Linked DNA regions of Mus musculus: regions 2 and 3 are each linked to region 1. The links are chromatin contacts, called in public promoter capture Hi-C maps. All regions are on one chromosome and are shown on one strand. The core of a region is the stretch at or near the end of the contact, and the rest is flanking DNA. Distances in the headings are between cores, read along the strand shown.

The links. Promoter capture Hi-C pulls out the DNA fragments that hold promoters and counts their contacts.
Region 2: a promoter capture Hi-C map of pre-B cells shows a contact between it and region 1, with 7 times the contacts expected there. The contact joins the promoter of 5330439B14Rik here to the promoter of Pde3a in region 1. A contact is called at or near these places in 2 of 39 promoter capture datasets (hippocampal neurons and pre-B cells).
Region 3: a contact with region 1 is called in a promoter capture Hi-C map of pre-B cells, with 4 times the contacts expected there. The contact joins the promoter of Kcnj8 here to the promoter of Pde3a in region 1. A contact is called at or near these places in 4 of 39 promoter capture datasets (cranial neural crest, embryonic stem cells, hippocampal neurons and 1 more).

Annotation. Positions count from the first base shown.
Region 1 is chr6:141,246,785-141,250,984 of GRCm38.p6, reverse strand. Pde3a (phosphodiesterase 3A, cGMP inhibited) reads right to left here and starts at 1,716. Exons shown (of 16, transcript NM_018779.2): 1 at 442-1,716. The coding sequence starts at 1,395. It overlaps Gm28523 (a long non-coding RNA gene), which reads left to right and starts at 330. Exons shown (of 2, transcript XR_378118.4): 1 at 330-1,808; 2 at 3,311-4,200.
Region 2 is chr6:142,612,187-142,616,386 of GRCm38.p6, reverse strand. It overlaps 5330439B14Rik (RIKEN cDNA 5330439B14 gene), which reads right to left and starts at 1,792. Exons shown (of 2, transcript NR_037679.1): 1 at 1,457-1,792. Abcc9 (ATP-binding cassette, sub-family C (CFTR/MRP), member 9) reads left to right here. Exons shown (of 40, transcript NM_011511.2): 31 at 1,871-1,973.
Region 3 is chr6:142,569,501-142,573,700 of GRCm38.p6, reverse strand. It overlaps Kcnj8 (potassium inwardly-rectifying channel, subfamily J, member 8), which reads left to right and starts at 2,087. Exons shown (of 3, transcript NM_008428.5): 1 at 2,087-2,517; 2 at 3,248-3,695. The coding sequence starts at 3,322.

The DNA.
Region 1 (4,200 bases), core at 467-2,966:
TTGTAACTGTTTACCTGGCACTTGATAAGAAAAAAAAATTATTATCTCTTTAAAGACACAGAAATATAGAAGACGCACGTGCTGAAAGCCACTTGCAATAAATAAATAACTTCCAAAAATTCAGGGAGGGCAGAAATGCTTCAAGAAACGCAGGGACTCAAAAACCAGGTGTAGGAGATTTGAAAACAGGGCCCAGCTGTGGAAGTCTGGGTAAGGCCACTCTGTTTTTTACTTTTTCCTGTTTTCTGTTGTTCTGGCTGTAAACTACTCCAAGGGACAGAGAACGGGCAAAAAAGAAAAAGAAAAAAGAAATCTTTCTTAGTACAGTGTAAAGTTTTACTGTTTGGCAGGCTGGCTTCCCGGCCGCTTGCGCCCCACTCCCTGCACTTTGACTGTTTCAAGTTTCCCAGGAGCAACCCCAAAGGCGCAGCCCCAGCTTACCTGCTCCCTGGGTATGCAGGGCAGGGAGGTCCTCCGGTGAGACTTGCCACTGCAGCCGGACATCTCGCCGGCCACCACCGAGCTGGACCGCCTCCTCCTCTTCCACCCCGGAATCTCTTCCTTGGTCCTCGCGCTCAACTGGGACCCAAACCGCTCCCTGGGCGGAGCCGGCCCGGAGCACTGCGGCAGGATCTGCTCGGCGTACCTGGCCAGCAGCAGCCCAAGCACGGCCGCCAAGTATGCCAGGTAAGGTCTCCAGGCGACCTTGAACCTCTCCAGAGAAACCAGGGCCACCGTCCTAAGCACGCTAGTCCAGGCGACCATGAGGACGCCCAGCCTCAGCCTCAGCACCAGCCATGTCGCGCCACCTAGGCAGCTGAGCAGGACCCCCGCGGCGGGCAGCGACAGCAGGCGACCGTCCCCCACGCCCAAGGAGAGCTGCACCAGCGCTTCCCCGGCGCAGCAGGCGGCCAACAGCGCGACGGCCAGAGGCAGGCGCACCCCGGCGCGCAGCAGGCACAAGCCCATCCAGAAGAAGGCGCACAGGAGACTGAAGAGCAGCGCGGCCGGCTGCAGCCAAGGGCTGAGCTGCGCGCCGCCCCCGGGAGCACCTCCCCGAGGGCCCGGGAAGACGCCCCCTCGGGCTCCTTCCTCCTCCTCCTCCTCGGCCGCCGCCTCCTGACTCTTCTCCAGCTCGCCTCCGACCTCCCCGCCGACCAGCCTCACCAGCAGCGCCAGCAGCACGGACAGGGAGCCCGCGCACAGCGCCGAGGAGAGTTGAGGCGAGCGCCGGAGCGGCTGCAGCGCCAGGGCTCTCCAACAACAGCCGGAGCCCCGAGGGGATGGAGAGGACTCGCCACGATGGCGGTGGTTCCCTCTTGCCACACGGGCGGGACTCGCCCCTCCGAGGCCCGGCTTGGCTAGGTCTTGGGCGGCCTCGCCCCGCACTGCCATGCTCTGCGGACAACCCCCACCCGTCCCACTCGCGCGTCCGCGCTCTTCTCGAGCCCACTCTCGGAATCACTTCTTCCGGATCTACGCGAAGTTTCAGCCTTGCAGAGAACTCAAGAGTGCGAGCTGAAGACTTCAAGTTGGCAGCTAGCAGGATCAGCCTTGGAATTTTCAACCCCCACTCCTCTCCTTTTCTCTTTCTCTCTCTCTCTCTCCCTCTCCCTCTCCCTCTCTCCTTTCCTTTCTCTCTTAAAAGTCCTCCGCTCCACCCTCAGCCAGAGTTTATACCCTGCGGGGTCTCTTCCTACTTCGGGATTTTAACACTTGCTCAACTCACTGAGTGCTCAGGGACCGCTGATGCTGAGGCAGGCTGGGGCACTGGGCGAGCTCAGGCCATCCTTGGGCGTTCAGGGACGGTAGGTGTCTGACCTCCCCTTCCCCCTTCCCTCACTCCCCCCCCCCCCGCAGCATATTCTCTTATTCATTCTCTCTCTCTCTCTCTCTCTCTCTCTCTCTCTCTCTCTCTCTCTCTCTCTCTCTCTCTCCCCTCTCTCTCCCTCCCTCCCTCCCTCCCCCTCCGTCTCCCCACTCCCTCCGACTCTTCCCTCTCCCTCCTCCCCTTTTTCCCCCTCCCCCTTTCTTTCTTTACCTCTCCCAATTTTCCTCTTTATCTCTCCTCTCTCTCGCCCGCTTGCTCTCCTTGGCGGACCTCACCCCACCCCCACCCCGAGCTTGGGCGATGCCCCAGGATGCAGACCCCTTGTTTTGCAGAGGTAGGAAGCAGAGCCTTCCAGCCTCTCTACCCAGTTCATGACAAAAAGTAGGATGAAAGGGAAGAAGGAAGGAAGGAAGGAAGGAGAGAGAGAGAGAGAGAGAGAGAGAGAGAGAGAGAGAGAGAGAGAGAGAGAGAGAGAGAGAGAAGAGAGGGGGAGGGAGGAAAGGAAGGAAGGAAGGAAGGAAGGAAGGAAGGAAGGAAGGGAGAGAGGAAGGAAGGAGAGAGAGAAGAACTGAGACCTATTGCAGAAGTTGCTAAGTTTCACCCAAGAACACAGTGTGAGGAGAGGCTGCAGTATCAGAGAGGAGGAGGGAGATCCGTGAGCTGGTGAGTAACCGGTAGGAACAGGAAGAAAGTGAGGCCCTTTTCTTGTTTTTCTTTAAATAATCATCTTTCCTTTTGATGCATGGTGGCTGCTGTTTTTGCAAGGGAGAAAACAGTGGAACTGAGTGCTTAAAACTCCAAGAGAGGCCTCTGCAGGGGCCACAGTTCTGCCTCTTGCTGGGTTTTAAGGGAACTCCCTAGGAACTCCCTAGGCTCAAGCATGGCAGTTATTGCTCAGGGCTGGACTACTCCATTTCTAGAGATGGGTCCTACCAGCTAAAGAGAGGGGGTGGGTGGGGGTGGTCCTGGCAGCCCTGATGCTGGGATTTGTGGATGGCTCTGAGGGATGAAAGCTTGCATGCTAGCTCATGTTCTTGAAAAATGGCACTTCTGTCTGAGCTTTTAACCAGGAGAAGATCCTGGGCATGAGAGTGTGCCCTCCCTCAGGATAGCTGGAAACCCATCTCAAAGGCTCATTCACACTCTGCTCCAGGTGGAAGGTCTGTTTGCCACAGAGAAGCCACGCCCATCTTTTAAAGCTACATTTTAATTATTTGTGTAAGTCTGTGTGAGAGATCACAAGACAACTCAAGGGAGTCAGCTCTCTCCTTTCCAAGGCCCAGAGGACTAAGCTAAGGTCTTTAAGCTTAATGGTAAACACCTTCCCTGCTACCCACTGAGACATCTTGAAGGCCCAAACATGCTTTTCTTAGTGTTTCTCTACCTCTACCTATTCTAGTCTATGGAAGAATCTCAGAGTTACCTAGTGCACAAAGCCAGTTTTTTTTTTGTTTGTTTGTTTGTTTGTTTTTCATACAGGCAGGAAATATAGAGTGAGAAGAATAAAAAGATGAGAAAGGAATAGAGAGATGGCTCAGCAATCAAGAGCCCCTACTGCTCTTTCAGAGAACCCAAGGAGTTCCCAGCACCCACATCTGGTGGCACAGAGCCACCTGCATTTAACTCTAGTTCCAGGGGATCTGATGCCCTCATCTGGACTCCACAGGTATCTGTACTCACACATATTCACACATAACAAACAAAAGGACAGACAGGCAGAAAGAAAACTTTTAAGTAATTTTAAAAGTCTATCTGGGAGTGCCAGGACATATAACCCCGGGATCTAGAAAGCTGAAACAGGAAAAGTGTTGGGAGTTAGAAGACAGCCTGCAAGACAAATGGAACACTGGGGGAAAGTGTATCCCTCTCCCCAACTCCAGAGCACAAGTATCCTTAGTCAACAGTTACTGTTTATGTGTGGTAAATTCTACTATTTGCTGAGCTTCCTCTGCAGAGCTAGGAAGCCCAGCTAGTGACACACACCCACAACAAACAAAATCCCTCCATTATTAATGATTTCATGATCACATACCACAGTGACCATGTGGCATTTAGAAAACCACGATGCTAACTTCATTGGCAGTCTATGCAAAAGAATTCCGGATCTGCTCAGTATATTCAAATGACATCAAAGTGTTGCTGGAATAAGAAGTGTCAACTCTTGCTCAGCTTGAATAGTGACTGACTGGGTGTCATTTGTCTCTCCCAAATAATAATAAACTGATGTTTGTCTCAATTATCTTGGTGCTTCAGGTTAAAGTGTGTTTATAGCTTGGAGGACTTGGGTAATTGGCTCAAAATGCCACTGTGTTTTGTGTGTAGCGAAAGAGCAATAAAATATTGCCAAGAGGAGATGGAGGAAATAAAAT
Region 2 (4,200 bases), core at 543-3,042, 1.4 Mb before region 1:
TGGAGAAAGGATGCTTAGATGCAAATATAGCCGATATTCCTCTAGCAAGCAAGTCTACCTGGCACGTTCCTGGCAAGCATGGAAATGTGAGCCTTACAAAGACCACAGTTTGTTCTCACTGTTGCTGTGAATCCTAGGGCCTCAGAGGGCATTCTGTCTTCTAGCTCCTCACTATAGTCACCCCTCCTAAGGTCACGTGGAAGACAGACACGCTCCTTGGACTGTTCAGTCCCAAGCCATGGTGTTGCCATTCTTTGACATAGGTCCCCCTGGACGTGGCATTTAGTTCAAGGCTGCATAACTCAAATTGAAGTAATGGTTTGGCTCTTACTGCTAAACTCTGATCGTTGTAGATCAGACACTGCTGTCTCACCAAATTATCTCTCTGGCTTGGCATACTAGAATGGTCAGATTGATTGGAGAGATACCAAGTATCTGCTTTATATTGGCCTGTATGGACTCTGATGGTGGGCCAAATGTACCCCGCCCAGGACTTCTTCGTTCTTTGATACAAGTGATGAGTTATTTAAAAGTTTTGCAATTTTACTGGAAGATTTTACAGGAATGGGGGGATTCTTTTAGCAAGTAGGGCTCACTAGTGAGTGGGTCAGTAATTCCTTACAAAATGACCTATAGATGGCTTATGTCAGAACAGCTGTGGCCACAGGGAGGAAAGAAGCTAACTCAGCTGGGTATGGCACCAACTTTCAAACCAGTTGCTTGTCAGCTCTGTTTTGTCTATTATTTAAGGAAAGTGATTACAAAGTCAGGATATGTTTGTTACGTAGAAGAGATATGTTTCTTTTTCTTTTTAGTGTGTATGTGTGAAATCATACCCAGGATGTTCAAGTGCTTAAGGGTCTTCTTAACTTTTAAAACAAACTTTCTATGGCATATATTCATTGTACATGGTAGTGCAAGGGGTTGGAAGTATAGGGTGAGACGTGCTCACACAGGACATACGCTTGTTGAAGGTTATTGCTAGTTCTGCTAGTAAAGTAAGCCACACAGAATTGTGTTTGATCATGTTGAGCAACAGGGATGAGCCTAAGTTTCCCATGGACATCTGATGTCTCTCCATCACCACGACTATTAGGGTGAGAAATCTCCCAACCCTAGAGGATGGAGGATTTTCTCTGATGCCACTCAGAGTATTTACAGTGCCTTGTTCACCCTCAAAACCCAGCTTCACCCCTAAAGCTATACCAAGACAATCTTTTCTGTGCTCTGGGAAGCCTGGCTTGACCCTTCCCTCTCCCCACCCTCTGTCTCTATTCAGATCACCCAAAGTAAATCTCCTTCGCTTTCACAGGGTCACTGCAAACAGACCCTGTGCTGTGCCAGCCATCTGTGAGAAGATCCCTCTATCTTCTGCTCCTTGGCACCCTACTTTCTTTCTTTGGTTAAAAAAAAAAAGAGCCAAAGAAAAAGAATATATTTGAAGGGATATATTTACCTGTTGTAAATGTATGGTTTTCTGTCTCCATTGGTTCTCATCCAGCCCAGCTCAACATCATTTGGAAAAATGAAATAAATGCCTCAAACACAGGTAGAACATACTGTGATTTCTGTAGCCCGGATGGCATAGGCCAAGTCTCACAACATTGGATCCATCAATACTGTGGTGACTTTTAATGAAGAGTTGTCATCGCAATGGCTTCTTTTCATAGCTGTAGCATGAAAATGGAGCAAACACTTGCCCTCTTGGACTCTATCCAGAACTCAGCAGAGCAACTCTGGAGTCCACTCGCCTGTCACGCATCCCATCCATGTGTCACTCTGTTACAAACCATTCAGTAGTTAACAGTGACTGGCTTTTTCTAATTCTCCTGTTAGGTGACTAACATTGTGGTGTCTTTGTTTTCTGTAGGCATGAAACCAGATTCAAGCAACGCATGCTGGAGCTGACAGACACGAACAACATTGCCTACTTATTTCTCTCAGCAGCCAACAGATGGCTGGAGGTCAGGACGGTACGTTCATTATGTTCCTTGTGCGATTTCGTAATGGAAACCAAACAGACAGGAGGCTTCGCGTGGAGAGGCAGATGTTTGGTGGAACTAGCCTTCTACGGAGAGTCAGGACCAGGCCTCCATTGACTGGACTTTAAAATAGATCAGGTTTGGTTTTGTTCCAAATGAAATTTATTTTCATGTTGTAGCTAATCACACACACACACACAAAAATGCCCCCAAAGCAAAAATCACTCTGTGTTCTCTATACCCTCCGAACTACCTAAGTTCACAGGATAGTAAATATTTATACAATGCCATTTTTTTTTTGTAAGACAAGTGACCAGGTACACTGATGTCCTTCACTGATCCAGACAAGCTTGTAAGGGAAGGTGGATTTTTTTGTTTTAAGCCAATGGAGGGTTACGTTAGTACAAAACTGTCAGCCACTAAGTCATCTACTGCTGTCTTCTCTCCTGTGTGACACACAGGAATAAGCACAGACTCTGGCACAGTATGGACTTCATGTCCCAGATTAAGTTCTTGCTGTGCCAGATCCCTCTTCACTTATAAAGTAAGAATAAGAACATGTACCTCATGGACGTGTCCCTAAAATAACAATGAAGGCGCCGGAATTGCCCTAGTATGCAAGTCTAGCTTGATTTGTTGCTGTGATAAAATATGCTATCAAAACACAAGTGAGGGAAGAAAGGGGCTTATCTCAGCTTACAATTCCTGCTTAGCCTCCCTCATTGTGGGAAGTCAAGGAAGAAACTTTAAAGAACTAGTCCTATCATAACCACCGTCAAGGGCAGAGGGAGAGAGAGAGAGGGAGAGGGAGAGAGGGGGGGGGGGGCAATACAATCTCACGCACTTGCTTCCTCTACTCTTACACCCCCTGCCTAGGGGGTGGCACTGCCCACAGTGGTATAGGACTTTCTACATCAATTAACTTAATGGACACAGTTTCCCACAGACATGCCCAAGGACTACCCAGTGTAGATAACCCCTCACTGGAACTCTCTAGCCAGGCGACTGTAGGGTTTGTCAAGTTAATCTAAGTCCCTGCTGTAGATTATTTGTATCTCCAACCAGATGCAGATTTAAAAAAAAAAAACAAAACAAACCCATAACCAGAGAAGGTAGATGATATAAGAAGTTTAAAGGGGTCAAAATGAAGACTCCCAAGTTCAAGAGTGGTCATAAAATACATTGATACAGATTGATAGTCTTACACCGCCCATGTCTTTAGTTACTCTGACTTCTCATTGGTTGGCAAAAGTGGTGGAGACTCTTCATTACCAGTGGAAAAGACCCTCCCTTTACCACCATGTCAGTGAGAGCTCATTGACCAACTGAGCACAATTATGTTACACAAAAACAACAACTAAAGCATCTTTCAGGATGGTGTGAAGGCTGGAAAAATCGGGACAGAGTTACTTAGGAGTTACAGACTCCTGAAAGGTAGATACATGGTTGCATAAAATCTATAACAAAATCCAAGCTTGGTTTCCAGACTCCAACTAGACCACGATTCTTTATTTGAAGTTTCTGTTTTCTTTCTTCTTTTAAAGATCCCCATTATTCTCTGGGGAGAAATATCATATTGGAATAGTAGAACTAACAGAATATCTCTGTGGGTGGATTTTCAGAACTGTAATGTGACAATGACAGTAGTTGTCTTTGAGTCTGGCCTTTCTTAGCTTTGAGATTAGGCGCGATATTTAGGGGTAAGCCGTTTTCCTTGGATGTGAGATGTCTACGGCTGCTGCCCTTAGCACTTCCCAATGGCAGGTTCACAGACAAGTGTAGGAGAAGAATCTTCATGCAAACCATATGTCCTGTTCTTAGAGCCAAACCAAGATATCAGCACCCGAGCCTGCCAGGAAAGGGAAGGGCAGGGCAAACTGGAGAGAAACAGCAGCCAAGTTCAAAGTGGCTGCGTCTGACCCAGAATTTTAACCGCCACCCCCACCAAGAAAAAGCAACCAAATCTACCTGAGTATAAACGAATTCAGTTTCCTTGCAGACTAAAGAAGGGATTGCATTTTTAAATGGCAGGGGCAGACTCTGTCCTTCATTCCATAGCTCCTTGACACATTGAAAGACATTGCATGAAACATATTTGTTATTTTACCTTCTGTTTGCATTCTTTATATCACAGCACTTCAGAGATTCACTAGAGGACTTTCCTGAGTAGAATTACCCCTCAAAAGCTAACTCGGAGGCCAGTGAGGTGGCTCAACTG
Region 3 (4,200 bases), core at 838-3,337, 1.3 Mb before region 1:
TGCTGTGCCAAGGCTCTTGCCCACATTTCATGGCTGTCTGCTTGTCTATGGAATGCCTTTTTTATTTTACCCCCTACTTTTCAATATATTCCAAATAGATCAAGTTTTTCAACTACTAGATTGGATACCAAACAATTCACAAATCTTCCCCTGGTATGTGAGTTTTCACTGCTTGGGACTCCATTACCATGGCATGCTTTGTATTTTTTTTTTTATTTATTTAACATTTAACATTTTTATCATTTATTTTCTGTGGGGTTTTTTTGTTTGTTTGTTTTGTTTTTTTGTTTTTGTTTTGGCTGTATGTATGTCTTTGCACCCAGTGTGTGCCTGATGCCTACAGAGGTAAGAAGTAGACATTAACTTCCCTGGAACTGGAGTTGCAGAAGGTTGTGAGCTACCCTGTGGGTCCTGGGAATTGAACCCTAGTCCTCCCGAAGAGCATTCAGTGCTCTTCACGACTGAGTCATCTCTCCAGCTCCTCCTTTCCTGTTTTGTTTATGTCCTTTATTGCGTCAGATCTTAGCAACATCACATCTCTGCCAGCACTGTCTGTCTCTTAAGATCATCAACACTGGCACAGATTATACATCCCTAGCTATCTAAACACAAACTACATGTTTAATAACCAGGCATAGTAGTTGGATACTTTAATCCCAGCACTCACGAGGTTGAGTCAGGAGGACTGCCTTGAATGTGAATCGTGTCTGGGCTACATAGTAAACTATCAGTCTGCCTGGGTTTCATAACAACTTCCTGTTTCAAAGGACAGCAATGAAATCACATAAGCACAGAGGAGTAGCCGTGTAGTTCAGTTGGTAGAGTGGTTGTCTATGCACAAGGTCTTAAACAAAACAAAACAAACCCCAGACATGATGGCACACACCTACGATCCCAGCACAAGGAAGATAGGCAGGAGGATTAGAAGTTCAGGGTCACCATAGGCTACACAGCAAGTTCGAGGCCAACTCAGAATATGTGAAACCCTGTCTTCTGAAAAAAAAAAAAAAAAGAGTTTAATGTTTTTGGTGTTAAATTAGTAGACAGTAAATTGCACAGCAAGGTGCACTTCAAACTGTATTTCAGTGGCAGAACTCACAGCACAAATGTTGTCTGCATGGCTGCTATGAGGCTACAACATGAATTACTGCAGAAAACAAAGGAAACAAAAAGAATCTCACTGACAGGACAGGCCCTCCAGAATGCAAGGGGTTAAGCAGATCTACCCACAGTGGAAAAAGGGAAGGGGGGCTCTTCATTTTCCTTCATTAAAGACTAATTTTAGGTCTTTCTAGTAAATTAACATGCTGTTTATACTTCGGATACTCCCGACCCTCAAGTCTTGGAAAACATAAAATTTCCAAGAATTAAAGTTTCCATTAATACAAACGCCAAAAGCAGGATGACCGGCGGGGGGGAAAAAAAGCACATTTGTTCCCCCACCCCCACCCCCGCTCCTTCTCAAAAGCTATAGAAAGACATTTACTGTATAATCTTTCTTGTGCGCAAGTGAGCAGTCTTATCATTCTTACGATCTAGACTGGAGGGAGAGGCCTGCGGCCAAGAGTCAAAACGGAGCCGCGACTGCGCCTGCCTGCCCCGAAGGCAGGTGTGGTGCTGGACTTTGCTTAGCCGTCCTGCTGGGTGTAAATTTTCTTTATTGGAAGAGACTGTTGATGGTGTTTTTGTTGTTAGTCTCTATCTTTGTTTCCCTTTTTGTTTCTTTTGTGTGACTTTAAGTGCCTGAAAACTGGTCTTAGTTGGTGAAATCGGTTTTTTTTCCGAAAGGATTTCAGCCCTCCCACCCCTCTATATTCTAACACGAATAGATTTACAAGTTCAGGGCAGGGACCCCACCCTCACCCCACGCTCACCCCACAATCACCCCACCCAAAACACCTACACTCTCTCTATCTGGTTTTATTTCATCTGAAGTAACCCAGTGATACCCCCCCCCCGCAAGTTACACTTTAAAAAATAATAAATTAAAATCTCTTTGCGTCAGTGAACTTGGGCTCAGAAAGTTCTCTGAGCAGCGAGCCTTTTAAAGATGTGTGTGCCGGTCTGGCAGCAGAATCCGGGCTACTGGGAACCGAGCTGGCTCGGCTGGTGCCTCCTCCCCCGGTGGTCCCTCCCTTCTGGCCGGCTCCCTGCCTCCCCGGCTCCCCCGACTGGCCTCCGCCTCCACTTTCCCCGGCTCGCTCGGAGGTCTGGCCCCAGCTAGGCGGCTGAGGAGCTGGCGGAGCATGGCCACTAGCACCTCTATCCCCAGCTCCTACCCCGCCCTCCCCGTGGCCCGGCAGCAGGAGGGGGGAAGCCAAACCCAACCCTCATCTTCCAGCCCTCCTCCCCGCGTGCACTATGGATCGCACCTTCTAGAGTCTTAACTCAGTTCTGGAGGACCAACATCCCCCGGATCTGCACTTCGGGAGGTCTCTGCTCCCGGGATGCGAGAGCCTGGGACCAGCCCGCCCTGTGCGGAGCTCAAGCCGCAGCCGGGAGCGCAAACCCGAGTCTGTAAGTTGCATCGCGCCTCCCGGGGAGAGGAGGGGAAGCCGGCTATAGCGCAGCCCAAAGCCAAACAGTCAAGGTGTACCCAGATTGGCTCGAGCTGTGCAAATCCACTGCAGACCTCAGCAGTGTCTCTAATCCCCGCGTCGCAAATTACTTTCCAGCATATAGTATGATATAGGTTCAGAGGGAGGGGCGGGGAGTCTGGCTGCCTTTTAAAACGCATCTCGTAAATCCTTCCAATTTAATATCAATCATTTTCAAGTTCGAAAACGCAATGTTTGGTATCTTTTAATTACAGTTAATATTTTCTTAATGAACAGGAAGCAGTTTTCTTCGCTGCTACTAAAAGAATCCCTCCATCTTTCCTTTTAACCTTGCTACTTTATCTAAATAGTTTAGCAAGTAGATAGTGAACCCACTTGGCCTTTAATTTTCGTCCTCAGGCTTGCCTGACTAATCCCGAGACACAAAAGAATATACAGAAAATGCTTAAAGATTTGCTTATAGCGGTTATTTCCAAGAGTGAGCAGGGAGGAGAGAGAGAGAGGGGGGGGGGGATTCCTCCGGTTCTGATCAAAAGTTTTCTCTGGGATCCCAGACCTCAGACACAAAGTGGGTTCTCTTTTGTATTGATCACATCTTTAATTTAATATGTGTGTAAAACAGCATCCCTTTGTACAGATACCTGAGACGAGGAAATGAAGTTGACAGTTTTTAATAAGCGTTTCTCTAGTCTAGGAGGACGCGTGTGGAGGAAAGGAGCCACAGGTTCAGGCAGGTGCATAGGCGGGCTATGGTGAAAGGAAGATGTTGGCCAGGAAGAGCATCATCCCGGAGGAGTATGTGCTGGCGCGCATCGCAGCGGAGAACCTGCGCAAACCGCGCATCCGCGACCGTCTCCCCAAAGCCCGCTTCATCGCCAAGAGCGGAGCCTGCAACCTGGCACACAAGAACATCCGAGAGCAAGGTCGCTTCCTGCAGGACATCTTCACCACCTTGGTAGACCTGAAGTGGCGTCACACGCTGGTCATCTTCACCATGTCCTTCCTCTGCAGCTGGCTGCTCTTCGCTATCATGTGGTGGCTGGTGGCCTTCGCCCACGGGGACATCTATGCTTACATGGAGAAAGGCACCATGGAGAAGAGTGGCCTGGAGTCCGCTGTCTGTGTGACCAATGTCAGGTAAGAATGAAATGGAGTTACCAGCAAAGTAGAAATAAAAAGCTCTTTCAGCTAGTCGATTGTGAAATAAAGGGTCTTCATTGGGCAGTTCAGAAACAAAAAGCAAATACAGGGTGCAGGGTTGAAGTTAGCACATTAAAGTCTTTGTAAATGTAGTTTTACCAACAGGTTTCTGAGAATGTGCGACTGCTTCTTTGTGCTGACCTTGGATGGGTTCAAAGAATTCCTGACTCCCCCCCCCCCAACAACAACAACAAACAACAACAACAAAAAAAAAAAACCACAGTTCGTTTTCACCACAAGGATGTCCAGTGTGCACCAGGAAATATTCCCAGTCCATCCAAAGCACTGTGCAAATACAAGAAATATTTTTTTTCTGTAAAGCAGTCTTAATTTTAAAATACACTAAAAATAAAATAACAGAAGTAAATAAAAGCCCTTCTTTATCAAGGTTATTTTGGCATCTCTGACAGATTTTTTTAGATTTAAAAAAATTAAAGCTTAT